2 separate regions of the Anser cygnoides genome follow, and region 1 is linked to region 2. The links are chromatin contacts, called in public Hi-C maps. All regions are on one chromosome and are shown on one strand. Each heading gives the region's core, a stretch centred on a gene start, on an enhancer-like site or on the middle of the called end of the contact. The rest is flanking DNA. Distances are from core to core; before and after follow the strand shown.

What was found. A called contact is a pair of places that touch in the nucleus more often than the background predicts.
Region 1: a contact with region 2 is called in a Hi-C map of liver, with 2.3 times the contacts expected there. The contact joins two enhancer-like sites. A contact is called at or near these places in 2 of 7 Hi-C or Micro-C datasets (both in liver).

The regions. Positions count from the first base shown.
Region 1 is chr2:47,089,967-47,096,453 of Taihu_goose_T2T_genome, reverse strand. CDCP1 (CUB domain containing protein 1) reads right to left here. Exons shown (of 9, transcript XM_048075865.2): 5 at 1,151-1,378; 6 at 13-393. Among named protein-coding and RNA genes, the nearest start is that of CDCP1, 19 kb to the right of the region's middle. Within about 2 kb of position 3,408, at least 2 of the 3 cell types and tissues checked have open chromatin away from gene starts, as enhancers often do. A contact at or near this core is called in liver, where this site is marked.
Region 2 is chr2:46,872,708-46,878,623 of Taihu_goose_T2T_genome, reverse strand. It overlaps LARS2 (leucyl-tRNA synthetase 2, mitochondrial), which reads left to right. Exons shown (of 21, transcript XM_066992003.1): 21 at 1-3,761. Among named protein-coding and RNA genes, the nearest start is that of LIMD1, 7.7 kb to the right of the region's middle. Within about 2 kb of position 2,768, at least 2 of the 3 cell types and tissues checked have open chromatin away from gene starts, as enhancers often do. A contact at or near this core is called in liver, where this site is marked.

The sequences.
Region 1 (6,487 bases), core at 2,159-4,658, 220 kb before region 2:
ACAATAATTTACCTTTAATATGTGGCACAAAAGACATTTGCAGATCCTGATGATTAGAATCATTGAAAAAACCTTTACCAAATGTTTTTAAGGATATGGTGATATTGTTCCTCAGCTGTATCTTTTCAATGGCTCCACCAGGACAGAATATACCAACGTTCAAGTCCATCTCTGGGGTGGCACTAACAATGCTGTAACTGTAGCTCGTGTTACACCTCTGCTCTGGAAGGTGCTGCTGCAGTTTCAAGGACGGAGATGTAATTTCTACATTTATCACTTCGGGAGCTATGAGCTTCCAAATAAATTTATGCAGCAGAACTGGCAATTGGGTAATAGCCTTGGGCACCGAAAGGGCATGGATCTTCTTCTGACACCACCGGAGATCTACACAGCCTGCAATCACAAAAACAAACCACAATGGTTGTTCTCTTTTTCTTGCAGAGGAAATCCCTAGGAAAAGCAATTTTTCTAGTGTACTACAGTATACATATACAGAGTCCTGTCAGATTTGTGTTACAGATCCAGGTAAGTATTTACCTGAGAAGGTGTCCTCTATTATTAACCTTTACCAAAATATGCATGGTTTGTAGTTTAAGAGCTTTCCTTAAAATGACACAGGACATCAATGGAACTGACAAATACAAACGTATGCAAAATTCCTCACTCAATAAATTACTTTTGCTACACTATCTGCTTATTGAGACAGTTGCCAACTCACTAAAGTCCAGATCTATACCTTTAAACTCTTCTTCTAGTATTTGAAAGCATTTGTGAAAATTCTGCACCAAATGGATATGCAAACGGCACAAGACACATTCCTGATGGCCACCTTGGTCCCACATTTTCATGGGCAGATTTATGGCTCTCCTGTTCTGTTTCCATATTTTGCAGTTTTCAGTAAGAATATTCTTCTCTGCCTTTTGTCATTTCCCTTCTAGGAATAGTTATGCAGTTTCTATTTTTAAAAGGTAGGATGCTGCAGTGACCAATAAGGTCATCTCCAGATTCGTTGTACCATCCCCCAGCTGTTCAAAGCCAAATTTCCATCCACCCACTATTTAAAGCAAGAGAGACAAGGTTTGGCTGACCGCTGTGGAAAAGCAGGCGGAAGCATTTTCTAGGAAACAACATTGAGCCACTTGTGTCATACTTATGCCCTTTTCAGCTGTGATCCTCAGGTGGGACAAGTCCTTGCACAGAAAGGAGATCTTGTAGATGGCGCCAGAGACCAGCGTCAGAACACGGTCACAGGTGCGAGGATCCTTGCAGATCAGGCATATCGGTTCAGACATGAGCGGGACTCGACTGGGCCAGCCTTCAAAGTGTATCGTTACAGTCATATTCCGCTCCTTGCTGAGGTCAACCAAATGGGTGACATCTGCAACGAAAAACAAACATCTCAGAGCAATTACTGGCAAGAAGCGTGGTGTGAAGCAGAATTTCCTCCATCTCTTCTCACCCCATTAGACAAGCAGATGTTAAAGCTATTTCTACATTAGCTAAGAAAACATTATTTACTTTTTCCCACTAGTGTAATACAAACTCAAATAATATCATATTACTCTTCTAATTGAGAAGTTTGAGCCCTTCCACACACAAACCCCACTTCCCTACCACTTTTCAGCCGTAACACGATAACGTATGCTAATCCCTTTTGAACAGGTTAGGTTACAATGCAAATAGTTCACTATGGAGCTCAGCTGACTACGTTAGATTTGTTTTCCGTGATAGGTTCCTTGTATTCCTTTCAGAGTCAGTTTTACTGGTGACACAACAGCTGATCAGAAAAAAGTTTCCCAGTTCTCAAATTCTGAATTTAATGCAAGATTTCCACCTCCGATAACTTTTTTTTTTTTCCTGGAGGTGTGGGTGGAGCGGTATTTAATTTTTTTTAGAGCAAAGCTGAAGAAAATTGTCCAAAAACAGCGATTTGTACATCTGGTTGTCCACAGTCAAGTTAAAGATTAAGCTAATTTAAACAAGTGCCAATATGGTTCAAAAGGGAAAAAACTGTCAAGTATTCTACTTCATCAAAAGTGCTGATGGTCATTACGAAGGTCACTGGAGCTTTCAAAGACACTTCCCCAAAGCCTTTTTCTGTTTGGCAGTTAAAAACACACAGAGATGCCTCAAATTAACAAAGTCTGTCTCTGTGCTGGCAGGAAGGCTAAGGATCAAGCCTTGACAGACGGTTTGGTTTCCCTCAGTGGCATGACTGATCTACCCCACTGCCCTTCCATTTAACTGCCCAACAGTGATCTTCCAGAAATATTTTCTGACTAGCTGTAAAAAGCAAACCTACGAGCTAGCAGAGCTAACCATGAAAAGTAAAGAATGCCGTCCCCTTCCTCGATTCTAGTCACCAGCCCTCTTGCAATCCACCCCTGTTCCCCATACACCACCACACATGAGATCATGCAGGAAGCCCTGCAATACCATCCGAGCTCGCTGGATCCAAGGTACCCAAGTAGCTCAGAGTGCCCACGTTCACACAGCAAACATCATCCCTGACAGCCTCTCTTGATCAGCTTGGAAAGATCTCCTTAAGGAGGCATGTCCCCAGGCATTTAAGAAGCTTCTCAAACACCTGGGAGTATAGGACATTTATGGGGAACATTCTCCACAGATCTTAAAATCAGTTAATAGCAGGATGTTGATCCTTTACAGGACAGCAAATACTCTAGGGATGTATTTGGCTGTGCTCCCAAAAGCTCAGAAAGTAAACTCAGAAAGTGCCTTGATATTTTCATCACAAACCCCAGGAAGGCAACAGGACAGAACCCTGGAAACCACTTCCAAGCACATGAAGGACTAGAAGGTGATCAGGATTAGGTCAGCAAGCATTTATGAAGGGAAAAACATGCTTGAAAAATCTGACACCCCTCTAGAATGACAGGGCTGGCTTAAGGTGAGGCAAGAGCAGTGGGTGCTGTTCAAATCAATTTTAGCAAGGCTTTTGAGACCATCTTCTGTAACGCCCTCTCAGACACACTGATAAGTATACGCTAGTTAAGTGGGCAGCGAGGTGTACACAAACTGGCTCAACTGCTGACCTCAAAAGGCTTGTGATCAGCAGCTCAAAGTCCATCTGGAGGACAGTCATTAGCGGTCTACCCTAGGGGTTGACACTGAGGCCAAAGCTGCCTAATATTTTCCTTACTGACTGACGAGAGGACAGAGCGTACCCTCACAACAAGTTAGCACAAGCAGGAGGACTCAGGGCAGACCAGCTGGAAAGCAGCTTCACAGAAAGACCTGGGGGTCCTGGTGGACATCAAGTGGAATACAAGCCAGCAGTGTGTCGGTGTGGCAAAGACAGCCAACAGCCTCCTAGGCCGTGCTAGAAAGAAAACAGAGCAAGTGGAGAGAGGTGAGACCCCCTCTGCCAAATCACTGGTGAGACACCTGGAGTGCTGGGTCAGGTTCTGGGCTCCCCAGTACAGGAGAGACATGTATGTACTGGAGTAAGGCCAGCAAAGAGCCACGACGATGCTTAAGGGATTGAAGTATCTGTCATAGGAGAAGAGATGGAGAGAGCCGGGACTATGTAGCCTGAAGAAAAGGAGGCTCAGGAGGACATGCATGTACACATGCAAACAACGTGCAGCCAGACTCGGTTAGAGGGTAAGAGACAGTGAGAACAAACAGAAATACAAGAAGTTCCACTTAAACATAAGAAAAAAATGAACATGTGCATGTTCAGACACTGGAACAGACTTCTCAGACAGGTTGTAAGAGCCCTTGTTTAAGAAGATACTCAAAAGCCGACCAGACACAGTCCTGGACAACCTGTTCTAGTAGGCAGCAAGGAGCTGGACTAGATGATCTCCAGAGATCTCTGCCAACCTGAGCCGTTCTGTGAGCCTGTGATATCCGAGATGACAGACGCAAACCACCTCTACTCCAGTCTACCTGAAAAACCACAACCATTTCATATCGTCTTCCATGAGCCTCATGGAATGGACTCATGGAATATCCCGAGTTGGAAGGGACCCACAAGGATCATCGAGTCCAGCTCCCGGCTCCACAAAGAACCACCCAAAAATCAAACCATATTTCTGAAAGCATTGTCCAAACATTTCTTGAACTCAGGAAAGCAGAAATCATCAGATCTTTATGTTATTTCAGACTAACTAATGTCCTGAGCAGAGACCTCACAATGTTTGATTTTCAGTCACCATTGGATTCGCTGCATCCAACTTGTTTCTGTGCTGGATTTAAGCTGAGCCAAAAGAACACCACAGCCAGAAGACCTGTTTCTGTCTGTCCTTCCCCCATTCTCAGCTATGCCTTCCAACCCTTGCCTTGGGCTGGCACTGTCTGCTGTGCGTCTTCCTGATAAACTAGATGGAGGGCACATCCAGAGGAGCCAACCTAGCAGGACAAACACACATCGTGAATCTTCCCTTCAGTCAGGCTCATAAGTTCTAGTGCAAGAAGGGAGGCAGAAACATGAAAGCAGGGGGACGTGGGTGCATCTTTTTGACAGCCACCTTACTTATAATCTCACAATTTTTTTTGGACCTCAGACAGCGAACCTGAGCTATGGTACTCGGTAATCCATAAAACAATAAATACGCTGATGTTTGTTGAGGCTGATAAACCTCAGAGTGCTAATGCAGCTTCTCTGCTCTCCTCAGGAGCACTTCTCCCTGGAAGGGAAGCTACAGCACCAAGTGCTTCAGTGTCCCATCAAGTCCATTCAATTGGACTTTGACTTCCTGAGTTTCCAGTCTAATACTGGATCCTTCCTTTGTACACCTAGGCCTGATGTTCTTGTGAGCAACACCTATGTTCACGCAGCAGAGGTAGATCTCATCAGTGATACATTATTTCATCTGCTTTGAAACACACTGATCTGGCTTTCTGATCAATGCCTGGGGAGAATTTGGATCCTGATGCCTACCTGAATGCTCTTGCTAGATGGCAATCCAGTCACAGAGGTTCTGTTGGGCCTGTTGCTGGAGCACCTCTGTCCCAGTTCTAACAGCACATTCACCTTTCAGCCTTTGGAGGAGGGTTGTGCCTACAACGCCTACGACACTGAACGAGAGTAGAGAAGAGCAGGAGGCTTGGTAATATATAGTTTACCTTGCTGCAACTGAAAGCAGCAGCCAGGCAATCTAGTTTCACTGCCACCTGTTGTCATCCATGGCCATGATGATTCAGTCTAAAGCCATAAAACACCACCTAACAGTATTTTACACACACTTTCTGTGAGAAAATAGCAATGCTCATCTCCCTGATACGGATACGTGGCTGTAGTGTAGAAAGCAGAGAGAAAATAATGGCCAGCAGCAACATGTATGTGTCCAGACCCCACAGCTGGAGCTCAACCATTCCAAACAGCCCATGTTCTGCAGCACACGTGTGTGTGCGGACATCAGGACCATCACACTGTGACTGCCAACAAATTCAAAGAAGAGGGATGGAGGCTGTCTGACTCCAAAAGGGCAGCCACTGCCTCCAGGGGAAAAAGGGTTGTACTTGCAGTGTTTCAGCCAGAACTGGGAGTTACAGTGTAAAATAGCCCTGATCTAAATCCTTTGGACAAGCTGAATGAACTGAGATCCATATTAGTCAAACACTACGTTTTGCTGGGGCTGGCTGGGCCTGCAGTTTTATAACATAGTTATTTGTTCATTGGATAGGGACTGCCATATTCCTATTACTTAGTATGGCAGCTTTTGAGCTCTGCCAACAAGAGGTCAATTCACATTAGCATCACCCAGATGAAAGACTCCATTTTCCCATTCCCAGGTCTCTAAGCTTCCTAGAAAGTGAGTTTACATAATGCCAGTCTTACTAAACAGTAATCTGAGTCAACATGCACAAGGAGAAGACAAGTATCTCGTTTAGTTTCTAACCCATCAAATCTATATGTAATCACTCAGCTGATACACTTCAGCTGTCTACTGATTTAAGCTACAATTAAATCATTTTGGTAAAGATCCCACACGAGGAATATCTATTTTATCTTTCTCTGGTTCAGCTGCAGGCCCAGGGCTTAGTCATCTTGGTATGTTCTGTTTTAACTAATTCCTTAAACCACCTCTATTAAGAGGAAGGAGCCAGATCAGCCAAAAATGAAATGAAAAAATGAGACACTGAAGTGGTTTTGCAGAAGGGGAGAGGAATCGAAGGGATAGTTTGGTGCATGGTTTGATGCAAGTACTCTTACGCTGTTAAGAACGTGTCTCTGATACTGAAGAAAGGACAGAGTAAATATATACACACACACACATTTTTATTACCACCTGTAATTCCTATTTTCAGCTATGGATCATAAAGGCTTTAAGGAAAAAAAAAAAAGTGTGTGTGTGAATAAAATAGCTTTTTCCTGTATGGGAAATCACAGCACAAAATAAGGTAAGAGGTCGGGTGGAAATCTTCAAGTCATTGCCACAACCAAGCACAGAACCTAGGATTTTCACCACAGGGCTATTCAGTCTTCAGATTGGTTCAGATTTTTCAGCTGAATTCAGAT
Region 2 (5,916 bases), core at 1,519-4,018:
TCTAGTTACCTAATAGAGATTCTGGGCTCAGTGAGCAGATTCAGCTCTACACTTCCCTAAATCTGCAACAAAACTCTTCTGATTTCTACTTCCTTCTGGACCATGCTAGTGCAGATTTTCTCTTCAGCTGTCCTTTGACACAAGAATGACTAAGAAATAGAATATTTATAATGAAGATACAGTCTTTGCTGTTTTAAGACTCCCAAAATCTTAGCCACAAAGGAATGCATTCAGACATTTAAACACAGGCCTTTAGTTGGAGTTAAAATAATTTGAATTCCAGTGTCTGCCTGACATATATGTTGTTATAAATTCATAAAACTCCTGTTCAGAAGCCCCTAAAAGACTGTGAAAGAGATCCTTTAAAGTAAAATCTGTAGCACAGCACGCTCCTGCTTTTTTCCATATAAAAGTTTAACACACCCGATGGAACCATTCAAACAGAGTTTTTCTTTGGGGGAAAGGTGACATGTTTGGTGTAAATAAAAACTTTTAACGTTTACAAGGGTGAAGAAAGATGTTGTAAGCCCAACAGCCCTATGGTGCCGTTAAACAAAAGCTGCAGTCACTGCAGGGCTGAGCAGCAGACCACAATGTTTACTGCTGTTAGCACTGGCGTGTATTTGCTCTTGCAGGAGGAAGAAGTGAATTGTAGATGTCGCTGATGCAGGCAAAAGGAAAAATAAGGAATGGATGTCTAGACACTAAAAAAGGAAAGGTAACGAACAGCGATGGCACAAAAAGTGTATGGTCAGAAGTCACGCCAACATGTTTACAGGATGTTGAAATTCAGTGTGGTCTAGAGGATACAAAGAGGTTTTGAAAAAGGGAATGGGAGAGATGATGTGGAAAGTCTGACAGAGCCTAATCCCCCAGTAAGTGTATGTTTGAAAGATGGCAGAGGTGCCAGCTGTGTAGTTTTGCAGTTGTCCTGACAGCTGCTGAAATTTTTCGTTATGTTGACCTGATCTGAAGCATGATTGCCATTTGTTTTACAATAATTGTGACTTACAGGTTTGTTCTCTGCCTAGATTGGACTGATACTGACTTACAGGGTGTGGGCTGTTACCAAGTCTTTTTAAAATAACACAGATATCTGTCATTTATTTAACAGTTGTTACTTGTGTTATGGTACAGATGTATCTGCATGCTGAACGTGGTATAAAACGTTGTCACAGATGTCTGCCCTTGAAGACTTCAGTGTCAAATAGCATGGGGGTTTTAAATCTAGGTGTTTAAATCTGGAGTTTTAAATCTGGATATTTGAGAAGTGAGAAGGAAAGGTGGTTGATAAATCGAACTGCACAGGGTTAGTCCCATGCAATAAAATGGGTAGGGTGCCACTGTTCTTATACCACAAAGTGATGAGCCAAAGAAGATGTGAGAGACTTGCTAAAGACGGTAGGATAGTCCCATGGCAAATTACTCCAAGAAAAATAAGAAACAGATCCACAACACAGAAGGTATGTTTTCTGCATCCTGTTACTCACTGTGATAGAAGACTGGTCATATAGACCCAGTCTATATCAGATTTCTATTTTTAAGGAATGTAAACTTAAAAATAGAATTATTGGCACACCCAATCTACCCATATCATTCATATAACTGAATTTCCAAAATTTTGGAAAATTTGCCCTCAAACATCAACCTTAGAAAAATTAGCAAATTCCAGAAAGGCCACCAAGTATTTTTTCCAACACTGTTGACTTCATGAGAAGGATCCCATGGGATCCTGGGGTGATGGGGGCAGCACAGTATGTTGGAAGACACTGCTGCGTAGGAAGATGTGTTATTAGGCAGGAGTGTTTCATAGTCGTCTCCGGTGACTGAGATGGCATTTGTGTGTTGGTGCTGCTTTGCAGCACGGCAGTGGGGCATTTTATTAAGGAACAATTTCTATTAAGGAATGTTAAGGAACAGTGTAGCAGCTTAGGGTACTACCTAAAACAGCCTTCTAGCCAGGGTGTCCTACCTGTGTGCCAAACAAAAAGCTATGCAGGGGGGTTGCTGAACAAGCATTTATTTTTCCATACGCTTCAACAGAATCCCAAAATTGAGATTCGGTGAAAAAAATGAAATCCATGATCTCTCTCTGTGATTTACCAGATTAAATAAATCCTCAGAACTAGCGGCTGGTTAATGATGGCTTTTTTAATCTGACTTTGTAAAAGCCTGTTTGTTTCTTCTGGAGGGAGAAATTCTGCAGATAATGCAGGTCATACAGTCTCTCGTCTTTGTCTCCCTTCTTTTCACGTAAAGCCTCACAGAAAGCTGTGCCTCTGCTCTAAACTTTTTACAACTGACATGAACTAGAAAGAATGTTAATTAGCACTCTGCTTGTTGTTTGTTCCTCAGGAAATTTGCAGTATATTGGGCTTTTCTGAAAACTTTGCTATAAATGAGGACAGAGGGAGAAATCACAGGTTGTTTTTTTTCTGTTTTGCAATACTTATTACAGTTTACAGAGAGGGGATTGGCTTCATTTATGTATATTTACCAACTTGGAACAGTGCATACAGTTTTTGCTGGGTGCTTTTTCTGCTCCATTTTTTCCTTCAGTCCCTTCCTATTATGATCTGAGCTAATTTTGTATCAAAGGACTGTACTGTAAGAGGAATGTTGGATGTGAAGGCAGGAATGTCACCAGAACCCAGACGGTGAATTCTCGCTGATTCGTATCAGTCCAGGTAACACCAGCTTTTGACTTTAAAAAATATTGCTGGAACTACAGCCACGTTTACTATTTATTTATTTATTTATAGAAGCAGTATTCAGGTCCCAAAGAAGCAGCATGACAGCCAGGCACGGCAGATGAGAGGCAGTTTTTAGCATGTTCCAGTCATAGCGAGCTGAACCGGAGCATTATCTCTGCAGGAGGGAACAGGATCAGAGCTCTCAGCTGCAGTGCAGATGATAAAAGAGATCTTGCTTGACATGCAGAGGAAAGGTGGGATTTTTTTTCCCCTTTCCTGAATGAGCTGACTTTCCGGTACCACAAAACATTCTGCGATTCACCGAGCCCATCCGTCCCAGGAGGCTCAGAGTCGCACACAACCTTTGTCTTGTGGCACTTTCTTCACTCAAGTAAGCGCTGGGCAGGGCATATCTGTTCTGGGCAAGCTCGGATCTGGTTTTAGCCCTGTCAAGCTGCAAACCAGCATCATCTTCCATAGAAAATCAGCTCCACTTCTGTGTTTAGTCAGAGAGTTTGAGCAGTTGAAAGAAAATGTTTTAGCTAGGTTTGTAAGTTGTTGGTGTCTCCGAATCAGAGTATTTTTGCCTGCGTGTAGCAAGGTTACAGAGGTAAGTCTTGATGGCTTTTCTTCTATCCATAAGCCTCCATGTTGGCAACGAGAGCCTGGAAACTCAAAGTCAAGTGAATACTTGTGTCTGTTGTTGCATGAACATTGCCCAAGCCTGAGAGATTTTGATCACAGTAATCTCATCAAAAACATCCTGCGATACTGAACATGGAGGACATTTCCTTGTATGCTCGTCTGCCTGCGCCATGCCAATTTGCACTCCATTTTAGGGAGCCTAATTGCTCCCTCAGCAAAGGAACATGTAAACAGAAAAAGCTGAAGTATAATCAGTTGAATATCCACATTCTTTCTGCATGTGCTTGTGATGCAGCCTGGGACACTTGGGGTCTTCTAAGAATTCTAAAAAGTTCTTTTAAGAGCCGTCCGGATCTTCTTCAATATAATTCTCAGCAGACTTTATACATCTACATGAAAATAAACATGTGCCTTTGTACTTGCTGTCTTGGATACAAGTGCCCAAGTCTTGATTTTGCACACACGTGGTGTAAGTCAGATGCAAGCTCAGACTTTTGCCTCCTGTGCCCCACTGGAGCTTAACAGTGGCTCTGTGGCTGCGCTCCCTGGGCTGGGTGCAAGGGAAGAAACCGCAGTCAGACCTAAGGCCCCGAACTTCCTTATCTCTGAGTAGTTGTTTGCATGTGCCAAAAGCGAGCGTAAAAGGTCCAAGGTTCTCCTAGTACACCCACTTTCTGCTGCCAGGAGAAACGCGCAAACTGCTGAGCAATGGGAGTTGCTCTCCAACAGCTACGCGTGGTGCCAGCAATGTGTGAAGCTGAATACACGCAGTCATAGCAGCTGCAGATGATCCAAGGCGCACCGGTCAGGAATAATAAACACAGGACAAATAGCCAGGGCAGAAAAGAGAGCGGTTTAATAAAGCAGCATGACACGTCGCCGGCATTGGCAGCCTGGATTTGTTTCTGATGAAGATTAAGAGAGTCGGTGTAACAGGAAACTGTTTTCTGCTACAAAGGAAAATCAATTGTTTTTTAAATACTCAGCAGTATAATTAGCAAATCTTACTAATTGCTGCAAAGCAGAAATACAGGCATGCTTGCTAGGCGGGCTAAGCCAAGAAAGTGTTGTGAAAAAACTGCAGAAGCTTTTAGAAATGAATATTTTTCTTAAGTACGTCTCCATCCCTGGAGATCCACGTGGCTGGATGAAATAGCAAGGGTGCAATAAAAATATGTTCTTTGCAATTTTCCCATGTGAAAGAGCATTCAAAACCATCTGTTAGTCAGAGAGAGATCCTTCCAGGACATGCACGGAAGAGCGGGTGGATGCACTGACTGCGTCTGCTGAGTCCACTCAAAGCCCAGCAGGATGATTATTGTGGGATGGCGTCCCACTTGCAGAGAGCTCTTCCAGCCCAGGATTACTAAAGGCCACGCGTGTTGGTTAAATAGGTCACCGTGCTGTTTGCATTACTGCGCTGATAAAGAGGCAAGGAAATGGAGCTGGCAAATTCTCCAGAGGAGTTTTTGTCCCGGCTGAAGGCTCTTTTTAGCAGAAAACAGAAAAGCGAATTGTTCCATATTCTTTCAGGCAGGGGTAGTGAAGAGGAAAACTACCAAAGCGTTACTTCGGTGTAACTCTGAAGCCACCAAAAGCAGGCGTTTGGCCTGGTGGACTGACAGCAAAGGGGGCCCAGGATCACACCCACCGCCGCTGGTGGCACCTGGAGAAAGGGAAGAGAGAAATGCAGGCAGCGCGCTCTGCCCCAAAGCAGCTGCAGCAGCAGCTGGCCCAGTTGCCTGGTGACTGGCTTTGGCTTTCCTCCGGGATAGGATAGATATCGAACCACTGCAGCTTTCCTTGTCCGGGCCAGGCACCTCCTCAGCAGCGCAAAATTTCTCCTGCCCTGGGGTTTAACCCCATGTGCACAGAGGAGAGGCACTGCTGCGTCCACACTCGCCCCACAGCAGCAACTCGGGATGAGGGACCCTGCACCAGGACCAGGGTGGCATCGCCCTTCCCTGCCTGTGCTCCTTGGGGTTAAATTTGGAGGCAAAGCGGGAGGAGGCAGCCAGGGCAGGCCTCCCGGAGGAATGCAGAGGCCCCTGGGGCAGCGGTGGGGAGGAACAATATCTCCAAACTGCTGCATTCCCGTAGGGGTTTCTGAAGGTGGAGGCTGAGGTTTGGGCTCTCCGCCCTGACAAAGTCCCTTTCGGCAGCCCAGCACCCGCCAGCAGCCCCACTTTTCTGCCTGCTGTCCTGCCCAGGATCACCTGCCACAGGCAAAAAAAAAAAAAGGGGAAAAAAATCATCTGTTTTCTCTCCCTCTCCAGAAAAGGGCACACTGCTGTGTTAGGGACAGACAGTGCTTCCTCTAACACTGCCGAGGCCTGATTCTTACTTGCCCGCCAGCCTTGTCCTCCTGGTACAAAGCACCTGGCGGATGCAGACAAATTGCTCTTTTATTGAAAGCCTTTATTGCTTTCCTGCTAAAACGCACCACGGGCTGCACCTTTGCCTGTCACTGCCGCTGAGATGGGGCTGCCCGCGCCCCGGGTGGAGGCTTTGTGGCCAGCAAAGGGCACTGGGTGCTGCAGGATGCCCTGCGTGATGCCTGTGAGGGTGCAGGGGAAAT